2 separate regions of the Sus scrofa genome follow, and region 1 is linked to region 2. The links are chromatin contacts, called in public HiChIP or PLAC-seq maps. All regions are on one chromosome and are shown on one strand. The core of a region is the stretch at or near the end of the contact, and the rest is flanking DNA. Distances in the headings are between cores, read along the strand shown.

What was found. HiChIP or PLAC-seq counts read pairs in DNA pulled down with a chosen protein or histone mark.
Region 1: a contact with region 2 is called in an H3K27ac HiChIP or PLAC-seq map of alveolar macrophages. The contact joins two enhancer-like sites. A contact is called at or near these places in 4 of 47 Hi-C or Micro-C datasets (embryonic fibroblasts and fetal heart ventricle) and 1 of 2 datasets of contacts at active chromatin or transcription factors (alveolar macrophages).

Annotation. Positions count from the first base shown.
Region 1 is chr8:16,767,361-16,772,229 of Sscrofa11.1, forward strand. The region is part of intron 1 of ADGRA3 (adhesion G protein-coupled receptor A3); the gene reads right to left. Among named protein-coding and RNA genes, the nearest start is that of ADGRA3, 18 kb to the right of the region's middle. Within about 2 kb of position 2,786, at least 8 of the 83 cell types and tissues checked have an H3K27ac peak or open chromatin away from gene starts, as enhancers often do. A contact at or near this core is called in alveolar macrophages, where this site is marked.
Region 2 is chr8:16,689,005-16,693,598 of Sscrofa11.1, forward strand. ADGRA3 (adhesion G protein-coupled receptor A3) reads right to left here. Exons shown (of 19, transcript XM_021101068.1): 13 at 2,279-2,492; 14 at 1,859-2,067. Among named protein-coding and RNA genes, the nearest start is that of ADGRA3, 97 kb to the right of the region's middle. Within about 2 kb of position 2,332, at least 11 of the 83 cell types and tissues checked have an H3K27ac peak or open chromatin away from gene starts, as enhancers often do. A contact at or near this core is called in alveolar macrophages, where this site is marked.

The sequences.
Region 1 (4,869 bases), core at 1,536-4,035, 79 kb after region 2:
AGGTGTCAACCTGGGCATATGGTCACCCTCAACTACTCACGTGGTTCATTATACTTCCGTATTCCCAGGCATTTTTATCAAAGACCTAACAGTTTTTCTTAAGGTCTAGTTTCTCTTATAATTATTTCAGATTCTTTATTCAGTAGTTTTATAAGAAAAAAGGAAATCATCTATTTTTCTGCCTTAGCATTAAGCAGTAAGTTCACATGTAATCAGACAGCATTTGGCTAAGAAAAACTACTGGTTTTTTTTTTTAATGATATACTAGCTCTTTTTTGAAAATGCCTACAAATGTAAAACTGTTTATTAAATGAAATTTCATCTTATCTTACGAACACATGAGCTCAATGAGAAAAGGGAGCCCATTTTTCAAGGTGTCTGTAACACAAAGAACACTGGACACTTAATATTTATGAATACAATTAAAGCAAGTTTATTTGGCATTTTAATCAAAAAGAGAGCTTTCTCCTGGGACCAGGATGAGGTTATTTTGGGAATTTTGAGTCTGATTTTTTTAAGCTGAAATTTATGATGAACCTACCACACTTTAATTGAGAGTCTATTTGAGTACCTACTATGTGCTAGGAGGGACCTTAAAGGACACAAAGATAGACCTCAAGGACTAAGATGACACCTGAATCTCCCATGTGGAGTGCTACAAGAGGGATGTACAATGATTCCAAAGGAACATAGAGTTTAAATGCTGCTGAAATGCAGAATGACTAGGGGAAATATTTCTGATCTTTGTTGCTTAAAAAAGAAAAAATGAATTTGGTGTTCCCTGTTGACTCAGTGGGTTAAGGATCCAGCGCTGTCACTGCTGTGGCTCTGGTTACTGCTCTGGCAGGTTCGATCTCTGGCCTGGGAACTTCCACATGCTATGGGCACAGCCAAAAAAAAAAAAATTTTAAATGTTGGAATTCAAAGGGCAGACAGGAAAAGGGGAGTCCTTTTAAACAGAGCTAATGTCTCTGTATTAGCTACATAACAAACTGCTACCAACTGAGTGCTTTAAGTCCACACCTATGTTTACTGGCACACAGTTGTGCTGGTGAGAAGCCCAGGTGCCGAGTGAGTGGGTCCACTGCTTAGGGTGGAGGTTGGCTGCAGAGAACTTGGACAGCACTAGTGGGGATGTGCCGAAGTCAATGAATGGGGTGGAGGGGAGGGAGGCGAGTACACACATCACTTGTGCAGTATTCTTGCCAGAGTCATGCTTAAATCTGCATAGTTAAAAGTCGTACCTTGTAATTTTTTTTTTCTTTTCTTTTTAACAGCTGTTTCTGAGGCATATGGACATTCTCGGGCTAAGGGTCGAATCAGAGCTGCAGCTGCAGGCCTATGCCACAGCCACAGCCATGTCAAATTCTCAACCCACTGCGTGAGGCCAGGGCTATATCCTCACAGAGACAAGTCAGGTCCTCTACCTACACTGGGCCACAACAGGAACCCCAATACCTCATCATTGTCATTTGCACATCCCATTTTTTTTCCTTTTTTTTTTTTTTTTTTTTTTTTTGGTCTTTTGTCTTCTTTTAGGGCCGCATCCACAGCATTTGGAGGTTCCCAGGCTAGGGGTCTAAACAGAGCCTCGGCTACCAGCCTATGCCACAGCCACAATGATGCCAGATCCAATCCGCATCTATAACCTACACCACAGCTCACGGCAACACCGGATCCTTAACCCACTGAGCAAGGCCAGGGGTGGAACCCGTCCTCATGGATCCCAGTTGGGTTCATTAACCACTGCGCAATGACGGGAACTCCGCACATCCCATTTTAAGTTTGTGCTCCCTTCCCATGAAGGTCTGGAAGTGTCCTTTGACCATGACCACACATTGGTTATAAGTGTGAGCTCTCCAGTCAGACTGCCTCAACTCAAAGCCTAGTCCCACCACTTACTACCAGGGTTACCTCAGGGAAATTAATGAGCTTCTATGTCCCACTGGCTCATGGACAAAAGAGGGAACATAACGATAATGACCTCATTAGGGAACTATGAGAATCAACTAACACAGCTCAACACTTGTAACACCTGACATCAAGATCTGGCACACTAAGCAAACCTGACCTATTATTAGCCCATATTTCTAATGGATCATCTGTCTTTTCTGACTAATTTGTATGACATCAATCTATAGGAACCAACATTTTCCAATATGATCTCCCCCAAATCCTTAGGCAGCTAATCCAAATGCCAGGCGCGAGTCTCTTTGAGAAGGTGCCTGGAGAACACGTTTGGAAACCATCACTGAGGAATGAGATCATTATTTCCGACACAGACAAGGCTCACCACTAAGTACAGACTGCTTGTACTGAAGACAATTCTACTGGTAAGAAATCTCCTGAGAGCCCTGGAAATTTAGGTGACTTTTAAAGTAGCTGTTGAAACTATCCAACAGGGAAGTACACAAAGCCATGTGATCCTAAGATTATAAAACCAAACAATTAATCCAGTCATTAACAGAGTTTGAGGCTCCAAGGACCATTGGCCAATAAGAGCACATGTGCCACCACCTCCCCATCCCTTGCCTGTTCCAGATCAAGAGTCGGTCCTGGCACTTTCCTGATAAGCTCAGGCAACACTCCTAAAGGCTGGCCCCCACTTCACAGGTGCTGTCAATCAGGAAATCTATTCACCATATGCAGAAACTCTATTGTAGGCGATTATGATCTCAATGTATCTTTTATCACTGGAGGAGGGATCGTGACCAGGAAATGGCCTGCCCACTCAGAGTGAGTTATGTACCGAAAGTCAACAGAGAAGTGCTGTGAACCAGAATCAGCCAGAACACTGGCGTCAAACGATTTGTAATAAACATGTGGTAATACAGGCAAAGCCGTAAAGGGTGGGGAGCAGGCAGGCAAGAAAATAATCACATGATAGAGATCTGTAGGCTAGCCATAAAGTCTGGAAATAAAAGGGGAAAAAAAAAATGTGTGTGGGTGCATAACGTCAAAAAAAAAAAAAAAAACACATCTTCGGGGAGTCCCTGTTGTAGCTCGGCGGAAACGAATCGACCATCCATGAGGACGCAGGTTCGATCCCTGGCCTTGCTCAATGGGTTAAGGATCCAGTGTTGCCACGAACAGTGGTATAGGTCACAGATGCGATTCAGATCCCACATTGCTGTGGCTGTGGTGTAGGCACCCTAGCTTGGGAATCTCCATATGCCACAGGGACAGCCCTATAAAGAAAAAAAAGGCATCTTCACCTAGCTTAAAAAAAAAAAGTGTACGTTTCTGAACTTTATGGACATCTTATGCATTCCTTTGATACTCAACAACTCAGACAAGCAGGCAGGCGGACTTACTGAGCTGGAGTTTAATCACCTATGTTCCTGTGACAGCAGACGGAACAGGGACGTGCAAAGAGACAACCAGAGGTCAGTGTGGGGGCTCATGGACAGTTTGGCTCTAATTCAGGAACCAGGGACAATTAAGAAAAAAAAAAAAAATCCAGTGAACAGGGTGAAAGCACAAGGCCCCAAAGTTGGAGTACCCCCAGGGAAGGAGGGCAAGTCTCTGCCTGTGAGTGAGGGGCAATTAGCCTAAGAGCAGCTCAGAAACCATGTGGGCCAGACGCAAAGGACCAACCAGCCCCAATGCCCGCCAGACAAACATCCCTGCACTTTCGTGACTATTAAAATTCAACGAATCCCTTCTCATACAACACCCTGAGCTTCACTAAATGTGCATATAAGCTCTGGGAGTTTTTAAAAATACCTCAGTGATCATGACTTTCAGCAGGTAACGAGCCTTAAAGATAACCTAGTTCACAACCTCATTTCACTCTTTTTTTTTTTTTGTCTTTTTGCTATTTCTTGGGCCGCTCCCTCGGCATATGGAGGTTCCCAGGCTAGGGGTCGAATCGCAGCTGCAGCCACCGGCCTACGCCAGAGGCACAGCAACAAGGGATCCGAGCCGCGTCTGCAACCTACACCACAGCTCACGGCAACGCCGGATTGTTAACCCACTGAGCAAGGGCAGGGACCGAACCCGCAACCTCATGGTTCCTAGTCGGATTCGTTAACCACTGCGCCACCACGGGAACTCCTCATTTCACTCTTTAGGAAAGTGAGCCAGAAACATCATGAGGTGCCAAGGGTGGCTATTCTACTTGGTAACAAAGCCACCATGAGCCACCGTATCCCCACAGTCTCCTTGCTCTTTCCTCCACATTCTCCCTCCTGGTCATCTTCATCCAGATCAAAGACAGGAAGGCCAGTCCCCTGCTTACCCAGGCACAACTCTGACAGGTAGAGGTGAATGCTCCCTAAAGAGAGCATTATGGACTCTCTTCACTTCACTTGGAGACCCACCAAAAAAACGCAACCACCTCCTATGAAGTCATTAGTCCTTCATCCTAATATGGCAGCTATGTTTGAGACAGGTCGTCTGTTGCTCCAGGATAAAATTTTGAATCTCAAGAATGCAGGTAAGGGGACTATTTGATAATCAATAACACGTTGTAGTCCTAAGTATGACGCCCTGATCACTCCCACAACCTACTTGATCAAGGTCCTTCAGCAGCTCAGTTACTTTGTTTTCCCATCAGTCAGCCAGGTCCAAGGAAGCAGTTAAAGTAAACAAGTCAGTCCTGTACCTTCTGTTCTACGAAGGCTCACCCCCACCCCTCCTGCCAAATGGAACATTTAGGTTGCCTGTGACTTTTACGGACATAACAATAGTGAGAACTACAGACTTAAAGGCCACAGTCCTTGGCCAGAAGCCTACAAAGCATGTAACTTGAGAGGATCAATTTACCTGTCTACGCTCAGCTGGCAAATCTGAAAAATGGGGGCAATGCCAACATTATGGTATTAAGAATTGAGGGAGTTCCTCGTGTGGCTCAGTGGTTACGAACCC
Region 2 (4,594 bases), core at 1,082-3,581:
CAAAACTAGATGTTTTAAACTGGTATTAAATTAAACAAAAATAAAAGTTTCACACAGTGTAATATCATGTCTTCAACAGTGAAACTTATGTCTTTTCTGTGTGTCTGCATCTCATTTATCCTGCCCAACAGTTTCTAGTTTAACTATTACAAAATTTCAGATAATGCTACATGTCTCATTTCTCCTTCAGTACTTCTTAGTTTCAAGCTATTTTATAATTAAAACCTGAATGGCAAAAACACATGCAAACTGAAAGAGAAAATGCTCCATGTTTTAATTACTGCTTCAAGCTTTCTTGACAGATGACCACACAACCATAAAATGTGAACTTACAGAAACCAGATTCAGACTTACAGAAATCAAACATCTATTTGTGAAGAGACTCCTAAACTATCAATACTTACTTTAAACCCGAAGGATAGATGACTTAATACAGACACAATCTGAGTCTTAACTAGGGCAGACTCCATCCGCTGCCTGCTGGGCTCAATAACACACACATTAATCCTTATGCCCTACTAGATAATCCCGTCACTCCTCTGCCTGTTTGGTAAGCTAAGTAAGATATCCTAAATTGAGGAGCAAAGAGTAAACCAAAAAACAGAGTTGAGGAAAATCTCTTCTAATTCAAGCTTGCTTCAAGACATTTCCAGTGGTAAATGCTCCCTTATCTTTTTAAGAAAAGAATAATTCACAAAAAGCAAAAGAGATCATGTTTCCAGATTATTTAGTGCTATGACAGAATATTGTCTGGAGAACAGATTCAGAGCTGGAGGCAGAAACAAAAATTCAGGCATCCTCACTCCCAGGCTGGCCTCAAGCATTTCAAGGCAATGTCCTTCATACTCATCAGTAATTCTTTTCCACCATCCTCTAAAGGCAGCTATACAGACTCCGGGATATTAGAATCTTATAGTAACCATAACACGACATAAAAACTAGCATGGTTAATTTTAAGACTATCAACTTAGGAATCAGAACCACTTAAATGGCTCATTACTAAAAAGATCTGTTCCTATGCACTAATAACTAGGTACCTTACCAAAGATTAATAGAGATGAATAATGGTAAAAAACAGAAAACAACATTAATTTGATTAGCATTAAAACAGAAAAGACATTTATGTCAATACTATTGCCGGCAGCAACTCAACTGAAATTATCACTATGACTCTAAATTCAAAAGGAGTCTAAAATTTATGATGTGCAGTGGGAAAAGGCACAGGATGGCAAAGGAGGAAAGTCTTTCACTATTTGCTGTGTATCTTTGAGCAAATAGGCCACTCTTTCTGGGTTGGACACTGGACTGTCTCTCTTCGTGCCCTGTATACCCAGCTCCTTTCTCAGCTCCTGCCTCCCTCTCCCCTCTCCACCATGGGCTACAGTCCAGAAAGAAAAACAGATCCTGGTTCTAAAAGCCGGGGACCCTGGGGCTTGGGTAGTGGTGGGGCAGAAGCAGTCGGAGAACTATATTGGAGAGAAGCTAGCTTTAGGCATTGTCTTTTTTCTTCCTTGTGTAAGAATATATATTCGATGCCTCATAAAAGACCTTGTGCTCAGAAAAAAATTGTTTTTAAAAATCCCACCCAAAATTTCTCCAAATTTTAGGGTCAAGGTCTAGTTGGACTGATTCACATATAAAGTTGACCAAAAGTTCATATACCAAATTAAATCCCATACATATCACTTAGTAGTAATTCAGTTTCCCTTTAAAATCAGAATTACACCAAATGTCATCTCTTACTTCATTAAAGGGAGCAATTTATGTGAAAAATTAAAAAAAAAAAATCTTCGATCTTAGCAATGCATAGGAAAAACATTAGAACACTCAGTGTTTATGCATCAACTTAAAGCCGTACCATTAAAACCGCGTAGTTGCTAAGGGAGAAGCACTGAATGGTGGTGATATTTTCATCTGAGTAGAGTATATGGCACCCATCTGACTTCCAGCCTCCTTGTCCATTCAGCAAATCAAAATCCCACTGGGCAGCCACAGCATCTGCTCCATGCGCGATTCGACGCAGTGTCACGTGGACGGGGATGTGGTGGGTATCGACGTTCACCCCATCTGAAGGAAACGGGGAATGAAAATGTTTCTGAAACAAACGTCATAAGCAATTACATGTCCATGTATACACTAATGGGTACTCTGCAAATCTTTTCCTTCCACTGGTGTCTGGTGCAAACGAGAAGGAACAAAAACAAGCATTTTGGGGACAATAAATCACAAAGCCGCACTGCCCAGGGACTATAGGCTGACACATGTGCCGCTGACACACCTATCTTGGTGAGAATCACAGGGGTAACCACGGTGCGCCGTTTGCCGTCGTCGGCCAAATTGGTCGAATTCCCGGTGGCTGGAAAAAGCTTTCCATTGCGGAATGCGATGAGCTGAAGCTTATACAGAGAGTCGTCACTTGGCCGGACTTCTCGTTTTTGCTTTGGTGAGAAAAGGGAAGGAGGAAGCTGAATAGAAGCCTCCACAACAGTGTTCTGGAAACATATTGAAAAAAAAAAAAAATCAGAAATGAAGAAGAGTTGCTATATTGGGAAAGACCAGAAATAGTTTCGTTATGAGTGTTTCTAGTTACTTGGCAAGTATGCTTTTCATGTAGATATAGGAAATGCGATAGTTACAACAATGTCTCAGCTAAGCGAAAAGTCTAAAGATCAAATAACCTCACAGAACAAATGAAGCATAAAATAAAAAGAAATGCAAACTCTATGGCACAGTGGTGGAAGCAGTAAACAAGGAATGATTTCAAACGACAAGGCGAATTGTCCCAGTAACTCCATGTTGAAGTAGACAGCATTAAACAGAACAGGGATCTCAGGGATCAAACTGTGTATGAACTTTATGACAACACGTGGTGAATGAGCACAAAAGGTGCATATCAGAAACCTGAGTCTAATTAATGTGGGCTTATGAAACTTTAAGGTGATGTATGGTGGATCCCAACTGTCAAACAGTAGAAAAATGCAATTACACAAACATAACAGAAGTTCAGATTCAGCAAACTCTTATTTTAGCAGAAGACTGAGAATGAAACCCATTAGGTTTAGAAAAACACAGTAACCAAGAGGAACAAGTGAAAACACTGGCTGGGCACCCCGAATGTTCCTCAGATTTTGTTACTAGGAATTTTTAAATTATAAATTATTCATCATTCAATAAAATATATACACCAAGAAGGCAAATAATCAACTACCTACAAAATTCCCAATTTCAAGAACTGATCACAAAGCCTTTCTCTTGGTACCAACCTCTCTCTCCAGTTGGATGTTCATGACCCCAACAGAATTTCCTCGTAAGCAAATCTGATCACATTATTTCAGTTCAAATAACACCTTGGTTCCTGAATGATTAGAAAATATGGCCAAAAAATCCTAAGTATGCCATATAATTGGGCTAAAGCCTTCGCCTCAAATTCTTCTCACACTCCCTATTCTACAATGAATAACTTGGCCACACTGAATTGACCACTTTTTTGCCACTGTGTAGACATCAGTATTTCTGGCTGAAATGATCTACTCTTCTTTCAGCTGGTACACTCAAACTGGTCAGATTTTTAGTAAGTTAATTCTGCTGGTAATGCAAAGGATGGACTGGGATGAGAGAGGCTGGCAGCCAAGAGAAGGGTTTTGCAAAGTCCTATAAATAGAGCTTTGGGGGAATGATTAATTACACAACTCCCTAAGATACTGCTTTTACAGGTAGGGGCTCCTCTTCTGGACTCACACAGCCTTCTGCACACAGCTCCATCATAGCTAAAATCTGCAGCATCACAGTGTTACCCATGGTCTGATCCTTAGTTATTAGAATAGGAGAATTACTGAATGCAAATAATCCTATTTATTTTTAGACTGCCTATGTTAATAATAGTTCCTGGCACTAGTATCTGTTAAAAGTAGCTGATTGTTTATGAAATTAATGAAACTCTGTCACATTTTTTTAAGGTGCTACAGAAGCAAATGATTGGCTGTAGAATTAGTTTTTAACTGTTGTGCTTAGAACAATGTTGTAAATATCTGTTGAAAGAAAGTATTTTGGAAGTTTGAATATTATTTATTATTTTTAAATTGAAGATGCTAGGAAAATATTTAGCAGAACTATTTCACCTGAGAAAACACTTAAAAAGTTTTCTACTGCTCTCACAAATACGATAGGAAAACAAGTTTATTACATAGATGCAAACTATTGCATTTATAGTGGATAAGCAATGAGACCCTACTGTTTAGCACAGGGAACTGTATCTAGTCACTTATGATGGGACATAATGGAAGATAATGTGAGAGAAATAACGTATATATATGTGTGACTGGGTCACTTTGCTATACAGTAGAAATTGACAGAACACTGTAAACCAACTATAATGGAAAAAATAAAAATCACTAGAAAAAAGCAAAGTTTATTATAAATTCATTCACTAATACAGTAAATGTCTATTGAGTATACAAATTCCTCCTAAGTATATAAAGATGCATGCAAAAATGAAAAACATCAATAGATTGATTAGTTAGAAGGTCAAAATTCTGATGAGGAGTAAATTTATTAAAATGTAAATACGTCAAAATTCATAAAATAATTCTGTTGT